2 separate regions of the Oryctolagus cuniculus genome follow, and region 2 is linked to region 1. A link is a contact called in public Micro-C data. All regions are on one chromosome and are shown on one strand. Each heading gives the region's core, a stretch centred on a gene start, on an enhancer-like site or on the middle of the called end of the contact. The rest is flanking DNA. Distances are from core to core; before and after follow the strand shown.

The links. A called contact is a pair of places that touch in the nucleus more often than the background predicts.
Region 2: a Micro-C map of ear pinna shows a contact between it and region 1, with 4 times the contacts expected there. The contact joins the promoter of MIURF here to the enhancer-like site in region 1. A contact is called at or near these places in 3 of 6 Hi-C or Micro-C datasets (ear pinna, skin fibroblasts and an unstated tissue).

Annotation. Positions count from the first base shown.
Region 1 is chr11:115,525,286-115,532,932 of mOryCun1.1, reverse strand. No RefSeq gene overlaps it. Among named protein-coding and RNA genes, the nearest start is that of CBX7, 13 kb to the right of the region's middle. Within about 2 kb of position 3,257, at least 3 of the 8 cell types and tissues checked have an H3K27ac peak or open chromatin away from gene starts, as enhancers often do. A contact at or near this core is called in ear pinna, where this site is marked.
Region 2 is chr11:115,738,112-115,745,758 of mOryCun1.1, reverse strand. It overlaps MIURF (mitochondrial elongation factor 1 upstream open reading frame), which reads right to left and starts at 4,120. Exons shown (of 2, transcript XM_070052954.1): 1 at 3,835-4,120; 2 at 1-203. The coding sequence starts at 4,120. The coding sequence ends at 3,908.

The DNA.
Region 1 (7,647 bases), core at 2,008-4,507:
TCCCCGGCCCAAACTTGGGCTTGCTTTGACCTCCCTTTACTCTCCCCTCACCACATCGGCCCTGGGTGCTGTCAGTCTCTCTTCAGAGCCCATCAGATCCTGACTCCCCCAAGGCCAGTCCCTGCGCCCTTAGCCCCACTGGCTCCCAGGCCAGGGGGTCACCGGCCAGGGTGGGCTCCTCACCGCCTGGGTCAGATCCCTTCTCCGCTCAAACCCTGCACTTCCCAGATCTCATTCAGAGCACCAGCCCAGCTCCTCAGGACGCTGACCTGGCCCCGCCTGCAGCCTGCACTGTGCCTGCCTCGGGGCTCTGCAGGGGCAGGCCCTCCGCCTGCAGCCCCCTCTTCCTGGTCCGGCCTCTGCCGGCTCAGCCCATCACTCCCGTTAGTTCTGGGTCCGGTGCAGCCAGGCCTGCCCTTCCCCCGACCCGGCCTCACCTTTGCTCAGAGCCCTGAAGTCAGCCTGGTTTATGGGTCCTGTTTGGAACGAACACCCCCAGACCGGGGCACACGTCCTCCTACTCGGATGGGAGCTGCCGGCAGGGTCCAGGGGCAGTGTGGGGACCCGGATGCGGCTGTTGAATGCACTGCTGGCCAATCCTGCATTTCTGCTCAGGGAAGGCCAGCTCCGGGGCTTCTGGATCTCTCTCCACCCAGGCTCCAGCCTTTGGGGGAGGGGAGCCCCAGCTCCAGAGCACCCCCTGCCCCAGCACCCGGAGGCCCTGCCAGACCCCCAGCCACACGCGGCCTTTCCCCCAGCGCCGCGTTCCGGCCGCCAGCCTCCGCGGCAGCAGTGACCGTCCCCGAGGTCCAGCCTCATCTCCTCCCCACTCCGGGTCTGTCACCTGTGGCGGCCACTGATCCCCGCCCCACCAACGGGCTCTACTTCCTTCACTCCTGGAAGCCCCGCACTGGACAGAGCTTCTGCATACAGTGGGAGCTCACTCGATGTTGTTAACCTGCGGTAAACAGTTGGCTTAGGGTGGGCGTTGTAGCGCCGCAGGTAAACTCCCGCGTGGGATGCCGCGTGCCACATGGATGTGGAGTCCCAGCCGCTCAGCTTCCGACCCAGCTCCCTGCCAATGAGCCCAGGACAGCAGCGGAGGACGGCCAGGGGCCAGGTGCGCGGGTCCCTGCCCCACTGGGAGACCCGGATGGAGTTCCCGGCTCCCGGCTTCGCCCGGCCCTGTCCCATCCGCTGTGGCCATTTGAGGGGTGAACCAGCAGATGGGAGATCTTTGTATCTCTTTCTGTCACTCTCCCCTTCAAAAAAATAAATAAACTTCAAAAAAGAAAAAAGGAGTTGACGGAATCGCACGGGTCCTGTCCCATGGCGCCCCGTGTGTTTGATCTGCTTTGCGGTTCTCCTCTCACGTGCGCGTGCGCGGAAGGCAGACGGGCACACCTGCGGCTCAGCCCCGCTGGCGCCTTCACGCCGCTTGCATTTTCTTGCCCTAAATCGCCCGTCGAAGCCCGTGTCGTGTCATTGCCACGCTTCAGACCTCGTATGTAGTGGCACACAGCCTTCCGCGGCACCGTCTTTGTCATAATTTACTTAACTAAGAACAGCACACAGATGATCTCACCCCAGTCCCTCCCCCACGAACACACCATACCCTCTCGTCTCCCCCGCCCGCCCCCGCAGACACACCCAGCCCATGTGGCTCGCGGGGGCCCTGGGATTTCCCAGGGGAGGGGTAACAATGGGCTGGACACGTGCACCCCGCAGGGTGGGGCCCCAGCTTCTTCCTCCTACTGTCCCAGAGAGACAGACACAGTTGGATGGGCAGCCAGGCAGGAGGCACCAGCCGCACCCTGGGCAGGAGCCCGGAGCCCAGGACGAACCCAGACGGGGGTTAAGAGTCTCCAGGGCGAGCAGAGGGAAAGGAGAGCTCGAGTCTCAGTACGCTGGGGCCAGGCACCTGCGCCCACCTCTGCAGGTCAAGTGAGGGTGGGCCCCCTGGGGCTCCCTCCTCGCCCTGTGGCCCGAAGCAAACCTCCTGGTCTCTGCCCCCCCCCGGGGAGGGGGGACAGAGGAGGGACGTGGAGCATCTGGTGTCACCCGCCCACACTGGGGGGGTCCCAGGCCTGGACACACGTGCGTGCACTTACATGCACACTCCGCAGTGTGTGGGGCCGCGCAGGCTCCTGCTGGGAGGAGGGTCTCTGAGACACCCCCGGCTCCGGCTCTCCTGGCTCTGAGGCCATGGCAGTGTGCAGAGAAACGGGAAGAACCATGACCCCAGTGCTAGGCGGCTGACCTAGCTGAGTGGGACCTGGGGCAAACCTTTTCCCTCCCGGGACCCCCAGGCTGTCCCAGGGGCGGGCACTGGGAAGCCCGACCCCTCCAGGGGTGGCTGAGCGTTCGAATCCTGCAGACCCTGTGGAGAGGGCCTGGTTAAGGAAGACACCCTGCGAAGGGGCAGTCACGGTGTCATGGATGGCCACATCAACGTCTCCCATTTTACAGATAGAGATACCGAGTCCTGGAGAGGCAGAGTGGCCACAGCATTAGAGACCGGAAGCCAGGGCCCCTCTGGCTCTCCCCCTCCTCCCTTCCAGCCCTGGCCCTGGCCGCTTTCCAGAGCAGCCGTGGGGATAGTGGGTGGGCCGTGGAGCCCCAGGAGGAGGCAGAACAGGAAACAACCCCACACACAACGCCTTTCACTGACGGCTCGGGTCCCTGCTTCCACGGTCCAGGGTCCGTGGATGGCCCGGGGTCGCATGGGACTGGCAGGAGAGGGTCCCCAGTCACCCCAGGTCCAGGGGCACCCCGAGCGGGCCGCTGCTGCTCCGCGCCGGCCGGCCCCAGTGGCTCCGGGCCAATGCCCCCGGCGGCGCGGCCCAGGCAGCTGGACGGGACGGCTGCCAAGAATGCCAGGAATGCGGCGCGGCCGTGCTCTTCCCGCTCCTCTTCCTCCCCCCTGGCGGGGACAGGATATTCCCTGTGCAGGGGACTCCAAGGCCTTCCCTTTATGGGAAACCGCGGGCACTGGTGGGCCCTGCTCCTGCCCTGGGATGGGCGCTGACTGCGGGGCTACATGGGGGGGGGTCTGGGCATCGCACGGGGCCCTGGGGGTCTTGCTGAGGGTCGCCTACTGTGCGCTAAGCCCTTGTGTGTGTTAACCCGCTGACCTGCCATCAACCCCCGCAGAGAAACTTGCCCAGAGCAAGTTACAAGGCTGCACTTGAACGCAGGCCAGTCTGACCGATGCCCACACGGGCCAGCGGGCCAGGTGGCCTCGGCTCAGTCAAGGTGGGAAGTGCACCCTGGGGTGGGACTGGCTCCGCTATGCTCTCTTGCCGCCCCCCGGGGCACCTCTGCGTCCTAGAATCCATGCAGGTCCATGGGCCATTGGCTCCAGGAGGGGCCCCTTTGAAGGGGATCATTCTGGAGAGCCCGGGGGAGAGGATGGGGCTGGCAGGGCGGAAGGGAGGCGCACAGGTAGGGGACAGGCAAGCAGCCCCACCCCAGCCCTGTGATTCTAGAAGGGCCCCTCCCCCAGGCTGCACCCCACACTTGCTGCTTCCCACCCAGCTCTCCCAGCCACTGCCCTGGCGGCAGGTGCAGACCCCACCTTCCCCCTCCTGGAGGGTGGAGGGCCAGCCCTGGTCCAGGCCCTGTTGGCAGGTGGGGGCCAGAAACCCAGAGCCCCAGGGCTGTGTGCTGCAAGGACACCCCCCAACACCAGCCCCAAACACTTGGAGAGAAAGGGGTCACGTCCCCTTATGAATAGGGGAACCCGGGCTGGGAGTGAGCACCCTCAGCCCTCTTAGAGGGAGTCCAGGCTGGGGCTGCGGCGCCCCCTCCCCATCGCCCCACCCCCTCGGCTGCTCGTCTCCCAGCCTGTGGTCCTGCACCGCTCCAGGTCCCCCAGGGGCCAGGGTCAGGTAAACAGGATCCCAGCCGCACTGCCTGGCCCTGTTTACCTCCCGAAAGAATGCGAGTGGCTCTTCCCGGCGGCCACAGTGTGACTCAGCCCTCAGTAATGCGCCGGCCCGCGCAGCCCCTCCAGACCCCAGCCCCTTGCCCCGGTGATGTCACCCAGGCCCCCCCTGCCCCCCGTGGAGCCCACCGGGCTGCAAGTTGCCATGGCAACGGCTCACAACAGGAAGCAAGGCCCCATGGAGGCCTCAGCCAGGCCGAAACACAGGAAGCGCTGAGCACTGGGCAGCATTGTCAGTCCCATAAAAAACAAAACAGGACAAAAAGATTTAATGAGAACAATTAGCCCAAAGAAAAAGGAAAAAAAAAAAAGGCCAAGAAAACAAACAAAGCCAAACAGCCTGAAGGCAGGGGCCTGGCTGAACTCCCAGGACCCCATGTCTTCCCTCCCCACACAATGCAGGGGAAATACAAGGTAGGGGGCGGGGCAGCCCAGGGGCTCAGCTGCTGAACCCCCACTGCTCCTCCAACTTCCCTGGTTACCCCGACCCAGGCCAGCTCTGATCTGTCCTGCAAGGCTTTTTTTTTTTTTTAAAAAGATTTATTTATTTTAAAGGCAGAGTTAGAGAGAGAGAGAGAGAGAGAGAGAGAGAGAGAGAGGTCTTCCATCCACTGGTTCACTCTCCAGATAGCTGCACTGATCCGAAGCCAGGAGCCAGGAGCTTCTTCCGGGTCTCCCACATGGGTGCAGGGGCCCAAGGACTTGGGCCATCCTCCACTGCTTTCCCAGGCCACAGCAGAGAGCCAGATCAGAAATGGAGCAGCCGGGACTTGAACTGACACCCATAGGGATGCCGGCCCCTCCTGCGAATTTTGGGGGGCGAATGGACTGGTCCTCCCACCCCAAGTCCTGCCAGGGGAGGCACAGGCCCTGGGGTCCCTCGGATGCCTGACAGGGAGATTGTGTGCAGGCGACACCCCCTCGAGCCTCAGTTTCCCTGTCAGTGCCCCACCATCCTCAGTGGGCACCATCGGCCTCCCCTCCTCACCTATCCCACAGGTGTTGCAAAGCCTCAAGGTGTAGGCACAGCCCTGGCAACCAGTGGAATGAACTGGTGCAGACTCATGGGCTGGGCAGCAGCTCCCAGGGGTCAGCTGGGGAGGAAGGAACCTCAGCCCCGGGAAGCCCTGCAGGGGCGGGCTCCCCATCAGCAGAGGGACCCTGTGCAAGGGACAGAGCCCGGGGCGGCGAGCGGGCAGCGGCCAGGGCTGCAGCTGGAACTCCCTCTGGGTGATGGGAGGAGAGGATTCTGGGCCCCCGGGCACCCCTCTCTCTACTACTCAGGAGGAGGCAGGCCCAGGGCAGGAGGCCCCACTGCAGGTCATTCTGTCCCCTCTTCAGGAACCTGATGAAGTGAATGGCCCCCAGCAGGGGACAGGGCCTGAGCTGGATAAGAGATGCCCAGGCCATCCCTGGCCACCTGGCTCCACCTTGCACCTGCTGTTGGCCCAGGGCCAGTGGTAGAACTGGGGCGTGGGGAACAGGCTGCTTAGACCAAGACCCGGGTTGAGGGCTACAGCCTGGCTCCAGGCAGCCAGAGAGGCCACAGGGCAGAAGTGGACCAGAAAACAGATCGGAGTTTATTATTAAGCACGTCCAAGAGTGGTAGCCGGGGGCCGGCGCTGTGGCGTAGCGGGTAAAGCCACTGCCTGCAGTGCCGGCATCCCATGTGGGCGCTGGTTTCGGTCCTGGCTGCTCCGCTTCCGATCCAGCTCTCTGCTGTGGCCTGGGAAAGCAGTGGAGGATGGCCCAAGTGCTTGGGCCCCTGCACCCACGTGGGAGACCTGGAGGAGGCTCCTGGCTCCTGGCTTCGGATCAGTGCAGTTATCTGGGGAGTGAACCAGCAGATGGAAGGCCTTTCTCTCCGTGTGTCTGTGTGTGTCTCTCTCTGCCTCTCTGTAACTCTGACTTTCAAGTTAAATGAATAAATCTTTGAAAGAGAGAGAGAGAGAGAGAGAGAGAGAGAGAGAGAGAGGCAGCTGTTGAGCCCAGGCGTGCCGGTGAGACAGCCTGAGATAGGCTGTGCGTGGGACTGGACCACGAAACTGCAGTAGAATTTGATGCCACAAAATGAGGGGAGAGCAGAGAGGCTGGCGCCAGATCCCAGAGGCCTTGGGGGCTTCTGAGCAGGAGGTGGCAGGTGCACCTGCGTCCTCTGCACAGCTTTGGAGTCAGGGGCCCCCCAGGGGAGAGCAGAGCGGGGCCCCGGGGTTCCTGCCTTGCTTCTTGTCTTTAGAGCCGGACGATGCGACACGAATAAAAGGTGGGCTGCGTACACAGTGATGCTGTCAGTGCTGGCTACAGCCTTAAGGCCTTTCTTCAGAGGCTCAGAGAGGCCGAGGGACGTGCCCAGGCTGCACAGCACATCGGGGCGCTGGATGCAGCCCAGATCACACTACGTGGCCGTCTCACATGGCAGAGGCTCTCCAGGGCTGCCTCTGCGCTGGGCTCTGGGAACACACAGACGACCCAGCCCCGGGCCTGCCTCTGAGATGCCCCTGAGCCAGATGGGCGTCTGGGAAGCCCTCCAAGGGGAGGCCGTGGCCGTGCGGAGCCTGGCGGGCACTGCAGGGGCAGTGGAGCTGCCCTGGCCCTGTAGGGAGGCCTGGGTAACCGCGGGTGTCCACAGGAAGAGCTGAGAGCAGCTTGGTGAGGAGGGGGAGGGGCGGGTGTCCTGAGGCCAGGGGACAGGTGTGGTCAGGAGCCCAGAACAGGAGGAAGTGCACCTCAGTCCGGGCCCCAGGGCTCTCAGGCCCCCAACAGGGAGATGGGGACGGGGCAGCACCTGAGGGCCCCCCTGCCCACACCTGTCTTCCTGCCCTCCATCCGGGCCTGGCACACCTACTGGGGGGAAATCCTCTGGGGCTGTTGAGAGGGCTGGGTGGGCCGTTGGTGCTGGTGTCTGCAGCAGGGGAGGCGGGGGGGGGGCGTGCAGGGAGGAGGGCCTGCGGAACTGGTGGACGCAGCGCATCACCGACAGTGGAGGGAGGGGCATGGCCTCGCAGCCCCCAGTTACTCCCCTCTGTGGGCCTCAGTTTCCCCCTGTGGGGAGAGGCAACAGGCAAGCCCAGTGCTGGGGTGTGGTGGTCTGGAACCTGACTGCCTGGGCTCAGGCCTGGCAGCCCCGTGGACAGACCCCCAGTGTCTGCTGAACCAGGTGCGAGGCAACATTGCTGCCCATGTAGACAGGTTCTGGCTCCGTCACCCGCTGCCCGTGTAGACAGGTTCTGGCTCCATCACCCACCGCCCGGGTAGACGGGCTCTGGCTCCATCACCCACTGCCCGTGTAGACAGGCTCTGGCTCCATCACCTACTGCCCATGTAGACAGGCCCTGGCTCCGTCACCCACCGCCCATATAGACAGGCTCTGGCTCTGTCACCCGCAGACCGTGTAGAGGAGCTCTGGCTCCGTCACCTGCTGCCTGTGTAGACAGGCTCTGGCTCCATCACCCGTGGCCCGTGTAGACAGGCTCAGGCTCCATCACCCGCGGCCCGTGTAGACGGGCTCTGGCTCCATCACCCACCTCCCGTGTAGACGGGCTCTGGCTCCATCACCCACCTCCCGTGTAGACGGGCTCTGGCTCCGTCACCTGCTGCCTGTGTAGACGGGCTCTGGCTCCGTTGACTGCAGGCTAGACGCTCAGCATCTCTGGGCCTCCGTGGCCTTGCAGAAGAGGGAGAGCGGTCCCTGCCGGCCCTGT
Region 2 (7,647 bases), core at 2,871-5,370, 210 kb before region 1:
GGGCTGGGGTGGAAAATCTGAGCTCCACTAGCATTCTGGAAACATTTGATTTAACCTGACTCCCTGTGCAGGTTAATAAAAAATGAGATGAGGCCAGCGCCGTGGCGCAGTAGGTTAATCCTCCACCTGCAGTGCTGGCATCCCACATGGGCACCGGTTCAAGTTCCAGCTGCTCCTCTTCCAATCCAGCTCTCTGCTACGACCTGGGAAAGCAGTAGAAGATGGCCTGAGTCCTTGTGCCCCTGCACCCACGTGGGAGACCCGGAAGAAGCTCCTGGCTTCAGATGGGTGCAGCTCCGGCCATTATGGCCATTTGGGGAGTGAACCAATGGACGGGAAGACCTCTCTCTCTCTCTCTCTCTCTCTGCCTCTCACTGTCTGTAATTCTACCTGTCAAATAAATAAATAAAATCTTAAAAAAAAAAACAAAAAATAAGAAAAGAAATACTCCTCATCTCACTATAGTAAGAATAAGCAATGGAGGCCCTGCTTCATGGAGTGACAGCAAACTATGAAAATTCAACTATTTTAAAGAAAGCCACAGGCACACTCAGAGCATACCTAGAGAGGAACCAGCACACCTAGAGGAACCAGCACACCTAGAGAGGAACCAGCACACCTAGAGGGGAACCAGCACACCTAGAGGGGAACCAGCACACCTGGAGAGGAACCAGCACACCTGGAGAGGAACCAGCACACCTGGAGGAACCAGCACACCTAGAGAGGAACCAGCACACCTGGAGGAACCAGCACACCTAGAGAGGAACCAGCACACCTGGAGGAACCAGCACACCTAGAGGAACCAGCACACCCAGAGAGGAACCAGCACACCTAGAGAGGAACCAGCACACCTAGAGAGGAACCAGCACACCTAGAGAGGAACCAGCACACCTAGAGAGGAACCAGCACACCTGGAGGAACCAGCACACCTAGAGGAACCAGCACACCCAGAGAGGAACCAGCACACCTAGAGAGGAACCAGCACACCTAGAGAAGAACCAGCACACCTAGAGGAACCAGCACACCCAGAGAGGAACCTGCACACCTAGAGGGGAACTAGCACACCTAGAGAGGAACCAGCACACCCAGAGAGGAACCAGCACACCTAGAGAGGAACCAGCACACCTAGAGAGGAACCAGCACACCTAGAGAAGAACCAGCACACCTAGAGGAACCAGCACACCCAGAGAGGAACCAGCACACCTAGAGGGGAACCAGCACACCCAGAGAGGAACCAGCGCACTTCGATAGTTTGGGCTCAGAAGCAAGGCTTCTTTCTCTCTGACCTTCTCCTGCCCTCCTGGTGTAAATCCCCCACCAATAAAACTAGGGGAGTCCTCTTCCCCAGGGCAGGTCAGACATTAGAAGGCTTTTCAAATGCAATCGTGCAGCCTGAAAGTATTCCTGGAACTCTGCCCACCTCTCTGTGTAACACGGGCCACAAAGAGGTTCTCTGCGCCCGCTGGCGTGTAGGCCGTGAGAGCCCCACCTGCTAAAAGGTCCTGCCCCAGCCCAGGAGGAGGAAACACCACAGGGAGGAGCCACAGCATCTGGACACACGGGTCCTGCGGGGTAACCAGCACACTCAGAGCGCACTCATTCTGCAGACCCTACCCTTGCGTCAGGGCCACGCTGCCCGAGCTTCCTGGACCCCAGCCCAAGGCCGCAGGCTCAGCCCAGGCGGCCGTCTTGCGAGGCGTCTGGTACGTTTTCCCCTCGTGGCCGTGTCTCGTGTCTCGGGAGCCTTTGGATGAGGACAGGAAGCACCCCCTGCCCGTCCCTACAGCGTGTGTCACGGGCTGGGCATCGGCACACGTGAGTTCCCCTCTCCTATCCTCTCGGCAATCCCATGAGCTGTTACAGCCTCTCCAGTTCAGAGATGAAGAAACTGGGGCAGGGGCTAAGTAACTGACCCCAGGCCGCCGGATCAGTAAGTGGTGCAGCCAAGATTCGAACCCAGCACTCACGCTGCCGGAGAGAACCAATGCCCGGGGGTCCCGGGGGCTCACACCAGCTCGGCTCCCATCTCCTCGCTCCTCACCACTGTTCCGGAAGCTTCGTGGCGGCCTCTGGCTCACTCACTGCCAGGCTCCCGGTGCCGTCCTGACGCCGTCAGTATCTGCTGCAGGAGCGAACCATTACCCCTCTCCCTGGCATCCGGTCTGCTTTTGAGGGATGGTGATACAGGGCACAGCCCAACTCCCAGACCAGAACACTAAGGTCTCAGTGCCTCCCTTCTCCCCTCGTGGGTGACAGGGCCCCGTGGGCAGCACCCCAGCCTTGGCCCTGAACTGCCGGGGCGGGGCTGAGAACCAACAGTTATTACATAAGGCAGCCCCTCCCACTTTCCCCGTCCAGAACAGCACCTTCTACCTGACTGGCAGGCCTCGTGCCCAGCCCCCCCATCGTGTTCTGCCTCGGCCAACAGTGCACATGCAGCCGCCCTCACCCCCCAACCCCCCAACCTCATCTGCTCGGCCTGGCTGCCCTGGACCACTGACCAGCTTACTCTCCACCCTACCCTGGCACGCCCAAGACACACACGGGCCACGGACTCCCCTGCTCCCAAAGCCGTGACGACCCCCGGTAGCAGCACCACAGCTGCCTTACCGGGAAACTCCACATCCCTCTGGCCGCTCCAGCCCCCGGCCAGCTCCCGGCCTTACGCAGCATCGTTCCATCAGTCTGCAGCTTCCACGCAGGCACTCACTTACTCGGCCCCTGCCCAGCCCCGACTCCTCACGAGGGAAACCTCCACTGCCTCTCCCGAGAGCCGCCGCGAGTCCCGCCCCGGGCAGAGTGCGGCCTTCACGGCCCTGCGCCCAGCCCCAGCTTACGGCACCTCACACCCAACTCCTCCGGGTGGGTGGCTCTCTCCCCAGGGCTGGCCACAGCGCCACACGTGAGGCCCGCCGGGAAGGCTCCTGACGCTACAGCCGGACCTCCTGATGACAGTGGTGTGGAGCGCAAACAGAGCTCACACGCCACGCGCCAAGCACCACCGAAGTGCGCTGTGCTGCGCTCGGTTAACGCCCGTAACAGCCGGGAGAGGTCTGTAGGCCCGAGCATTCCTAACCTGAAAACCCAAAACTCAACATCAACACAGCGTGAGCGAGAACGCGACACCCCAAGTGCAGAATCCCGGCCCTGCCCTCCCGTGGTGCACTGTCTCCAGGCTACGCACGGCAGGTGAGGCACGGTAGGTGTGGTACCGTAGGTGTGGTACGGAACACAGGGGACCTGTTTTAACTGGGCCCCTCATTATGCACGTGCAAAGATTCCGCATCTGAATAATCCGGAAATCCGGTCCGAAGCACCTCTGACTCGGGACACTTGTCTACAGCCACACCACGCCGAACGCGCCGATGTCGTCGGATACGGGCCTCGGCCTGTACACATTCTCCACCTAAGGGGGAAACGGGGCCCCAACAGTGTGCTGATGCCCCAGCCCCAGCCCCAGCCCTCACGACGGTGCCGGGATCGCGGCAGCGCTGAGGTCTGCCCCTGTGCCCGCTTCACGGGCTGTGCCGCACCGAACGGACTCTGCGCCGGGAACACGAGCAGCCCAGCAAGGCTGCATGCACTCCGGATGAACCGGCCTTCAACCAACGTCTTTTCTAACACGCATGCGTAGGCCGTTCTGTGACATGAACGCTGACAGCAGCTCTGTCCCGGTGGGATTCAAACGCAGGGTCTGATCTTCTCCGTGAGAGAACCGACCCACTGCAGTCAACGCGTCTGGAACCCCACATGTTTCCAGGGACCCAAGCAAGCACCCTGGTCGTTAAAAGGACGGGTCCCCCTTTCTGGCCCTGAGGCAAGGGGCCTACGCACCTGGGGCTCCTTAGCGCATGTGTCCGCGGCGGAGAGCAGGCTGCCCTGTCCTGACGGGAGGCAGGAGAGGCCCCTAGAGGAGCCCCCCCAGCCCGCTGTGCAGGAACACCAGGCCTTTCTGCAGCTGCCTCTCTCGGGCCTCGGGGTCCGCTAGCTTCTGATTCTTCCGGAACTCTCGGCGGATGGCGGCCAGGTAGAAGTCCCGGTCGGTGTAGCGCAGCTCCCGGCCCCGGCGCAGCAGCGCCCGATACAGACTCAGCACGGCCTTCCGGCTCCACGGGGCCATGGGGGACTGGCAGGGACTGGGCGTCACGCTGCAAACGAAGGCAAACACACGGACGCCTGGAGTCACAGCTCCGGGCACGAGGAGCTGCAGCCTTCCAGGGCGAGGGGTTCTGCACCCTGGGTCGGCCTCCCAAGGCTACACAACCTAGCCTCCCGCCAGCCCGCCGCGAGCGCCACCCCCTGCCTCTCTGCGCTCGCCCCAGGTCCCGGCCAGCGGCCGGAGCACCGCCTGCCTCCAGCACATCTTACACAGCGGTGCGTGCTACCACGGGTGCCCGCGCGACAGCTCCTCTACCCCATCCACAACCCGTGTCCTCACACCGGCCCCCGGGAAGGAAGCGACCTGGCCAACTCGCAGGTGCACACCTGTAATGCGGAGGGCCGCCCGCCCCTGTGCGGGCGCTCCCCCGCCGGTCCCATCGGGCGCCCGGCGCACACCACGGGCTCAGACACCCTCCACGCACGAGAAACGGCACTGGGCAGGGAGCTCCCTGGCTGTGGGCCCGAAGCCGGCTGCCCGCTAGCCCTCGGGCTGGCGAACTTCCTACGTGAGCCGGAGCACGTCCCCGTCGCCGGGGGGGGGGGGGGTACAGAAAATCCACAGACGTGCTCGATCAGCCAGAAAGCGCCTGTCACACGCGGCCTGCGACGACAAGGTCGCTCGGCCGGAGCCGGGCCCAGCCTGGACGCGAAGTCCCCGAGACGGGGCGGGCCGGCTCGGGGCCCCGGAGGAGTCCGAGGCGGCGGGGCCGGGGCGGGGCCGCGGCGGGGCCTCCCAGGGTGAAAGTCCAGGGCGGGCCGGGCGAGACCCCCGGCAGCAGGCAGGGGCCTGGGCCCCGTCCGAGGCGAGCCACCGGCCGGGCCTGGCGGGCACGCGCGGGAAGTGCCCGGCCGCCCGGCCGCCGCCAGCCCTCAGTCTCCCCTCACTCACCCGCGGGCCGCGCGCTACCACTCCTCGGCACTCGCCTCTCGCCCGGCGCCTCTCTCCGGGTCACCCATCAATATGGCCCCTTTACTTCCGGGACACGACCTTGAGGGCGGGACTGAAAGGGAGCACGGAGGCGGGCGGAGGCGGAGAGACTTCCGGTCTCCCCTCGGCGCCCTCCCTTCCAGGGAGGCCCCGCCTTCTCGCGGGGCCCCGCCCCCAGCCAGCCTCCGTCTGTGACGTCACCGAGGGCCAGCCCTGCCTAGGGCGCCTGGGCCCCGCCTCCCGGGCTGCGGCCGCGCGGGGGTCGGGTCGTGGGCGCCGGGTTGGGGGCCCCAGCGGGCCTCTTGCTGCCGTCGGCCCCGTGTCCGGCCCTGCGCGGCCTGCTGGCCGCGGGTTGCCAACACCAACATCGCGTTCTTGCAGATGTGCGTCTTGGATGTGTTTCCCCCTCCGTGTTTTTTCCGCCCGCTAGGCCCCTCGGCTCGTGGACAACCCCCACGCACCCTTCCGTCCAGGTGCAGCGCCGCTGCCCGCTCCACTCGCGCTGTCCAGCGCCGTCCTCACTTTGGACCCCGCATGTACGCGTGCACCTGCTGGCGGCGGTTCCCGCAGGCGCTGTGTGGGCGCCGTTTGGGTACCCATCTGTCTGCATTAGTAGATTCGAGGACCGGGCCGTGTCCCCGGGAAACCTGCCAGCCCCACGCGCCCCGACTCCACGGCGCCTGGCTCGCTTGGGGCTGCGGGGGTCAGGCCGCGCTGGCCCCCAGCCCCACCGCCTCGCGACCGCTGCGCCCTTTCTCAGCCCCGGGCCGCTGCGAGGGCTTCCGCGAACGGCTTCCCTTCTCAACGAATGGCGGCGGAGGCCCCTGGGAGCGGGCCTAGACTTGGGGGCGAGCCACGTGGTGGCTGGCGGCAGGGTGCAGGAGGGTGGGTCTGGCTGTGGGACAAGGCCCCGGGGCGGGGGTGGGGACATTCCTGGGAAGGGGCAGCAGGCCGACGCCCGCTGGGGGCTCTACAGGACCAAAGCCAGTGCTTCCGGACCCTGAGCGGGAGCTGGGGGAAGAGGCCTCTGGGCGTCAGGGAGGCCCAGTGTGGGAGGAGCCGCTGGAGGGCTGAGCACAGGGGTCCGGGTGGCTGGGGGTGCTGAAGCCGACGTGGGCTGAAGCTGTCGCAGCAGCTGCCTCTGCCCTGATGTCAGCCAGGTCCTCGGCTCCAAGGCCTCCCTCTGTGGTCCCTAAGAGCCCCAGACCCCTGGCTGAGGGGACGCCGCCGCCTGCCGCCCCCCTCACCCACCGGCGGCTCTCTTGCCCCTGTCTTTAGACCGTGGCTTGTTCTGTCGAGGACTGGACGTTGGGGGACAACAGCTCCAGAAGTGGGTGTCCCTGCCTCCCGACCCAGCTGCAGGCTTGTGGGGCGCGAACCCGCAGGGGGGCGTCTCTGTCTGCCTCTCTCTCCCACTTTCTGTCCCTCTGCCTGTTAAACCAAAGAAGTGAAAATGTAAACAATGTTCAGCAATGACCTCCCTCCCACCATGCGCGTGGAGACAGCACCATCCTGTGTGAAGCACCTACTGCGTACCAGGCGTTGAACCAGGTCCTTAGCAAATGTATTCTGTCTAATCTCGGGGCCCTGTGCGGCAGCTGGCACAGTCCTGATCTACAGACGAGCAAGCCGAGAGCGAGCAGGACCGGGCCAGGGGGCTCCCCACGGTGCAGAGCCGGAGGTGGGGAAGCTCTCTGGCGGACCCCAAGTCCGTTTTCCTCCGAAACGTGCATTCTTTCCACTCTTTCAGGCTGCCCTACTTTGCTTTTTAAAGAAATGTTAGTGACCTAAATAAATCTAATTGGTGACATTTCCAGCTGGAAGACAAGGCCACCTCTCCTCTCCTGCTGTCTAGCACAGTATTTTTAGAAGGAGCGGTTGCAGGGTCTGCCCTCCCAGTCAGCACCCTGGCCTCCTCTTGTTCTTCGGGGTCTTTATTTGCAGGCTCACAGGGCCTCTGCCCATCCCCAGTGTAACCATGCCTGGGAGGGTGGGCGGCAAGGCAGGCGGCTGGCACCCCAGTGCACCTGCGGCAGGCAGCACCGGCCCCATCTCAGGGGATCCTGGGAGCTTTCGGGTGCTATTGCAGGGCTGAGGTTGATCCATGCTCTTCTAGTTGGTCGTGGCCAGAGGGGGAGTGCGCGACCAGAGAGAGCACTTGTTTACCCCGAACAGGGACTTGCACACAGCAGGCGTTTAATTGTTGAATTCAGAGAGCCTGGGAGAAACGGACTGTTCCACCTGGGTCAGGGTGGTCGCTCTATGCCGTCCGAGGGGCATTTGGGGATCACGAGAGCCCGGGGCAATGCCTTCAGCTCTGTGTGCTTCGGGTCCCTCCTCCATGAGGGGGAGATGGCGATGAGACGCTGATGAAGATGACCTGAGTGAGGGCAGGGGTGCCGGTGCACAGCACGCAGTGGCTCCTGTCTTTATACGTGCACTGCTTTCTCGTGTGGGGATGGGCACGTGCGGTTATTAGCCCACAGGCAGACTTTGGAAACCCAAGAGGCCAGTGCCAGGCCAGGACCTCAGGGAGTCTCACGCTGCGGTTCCCATCT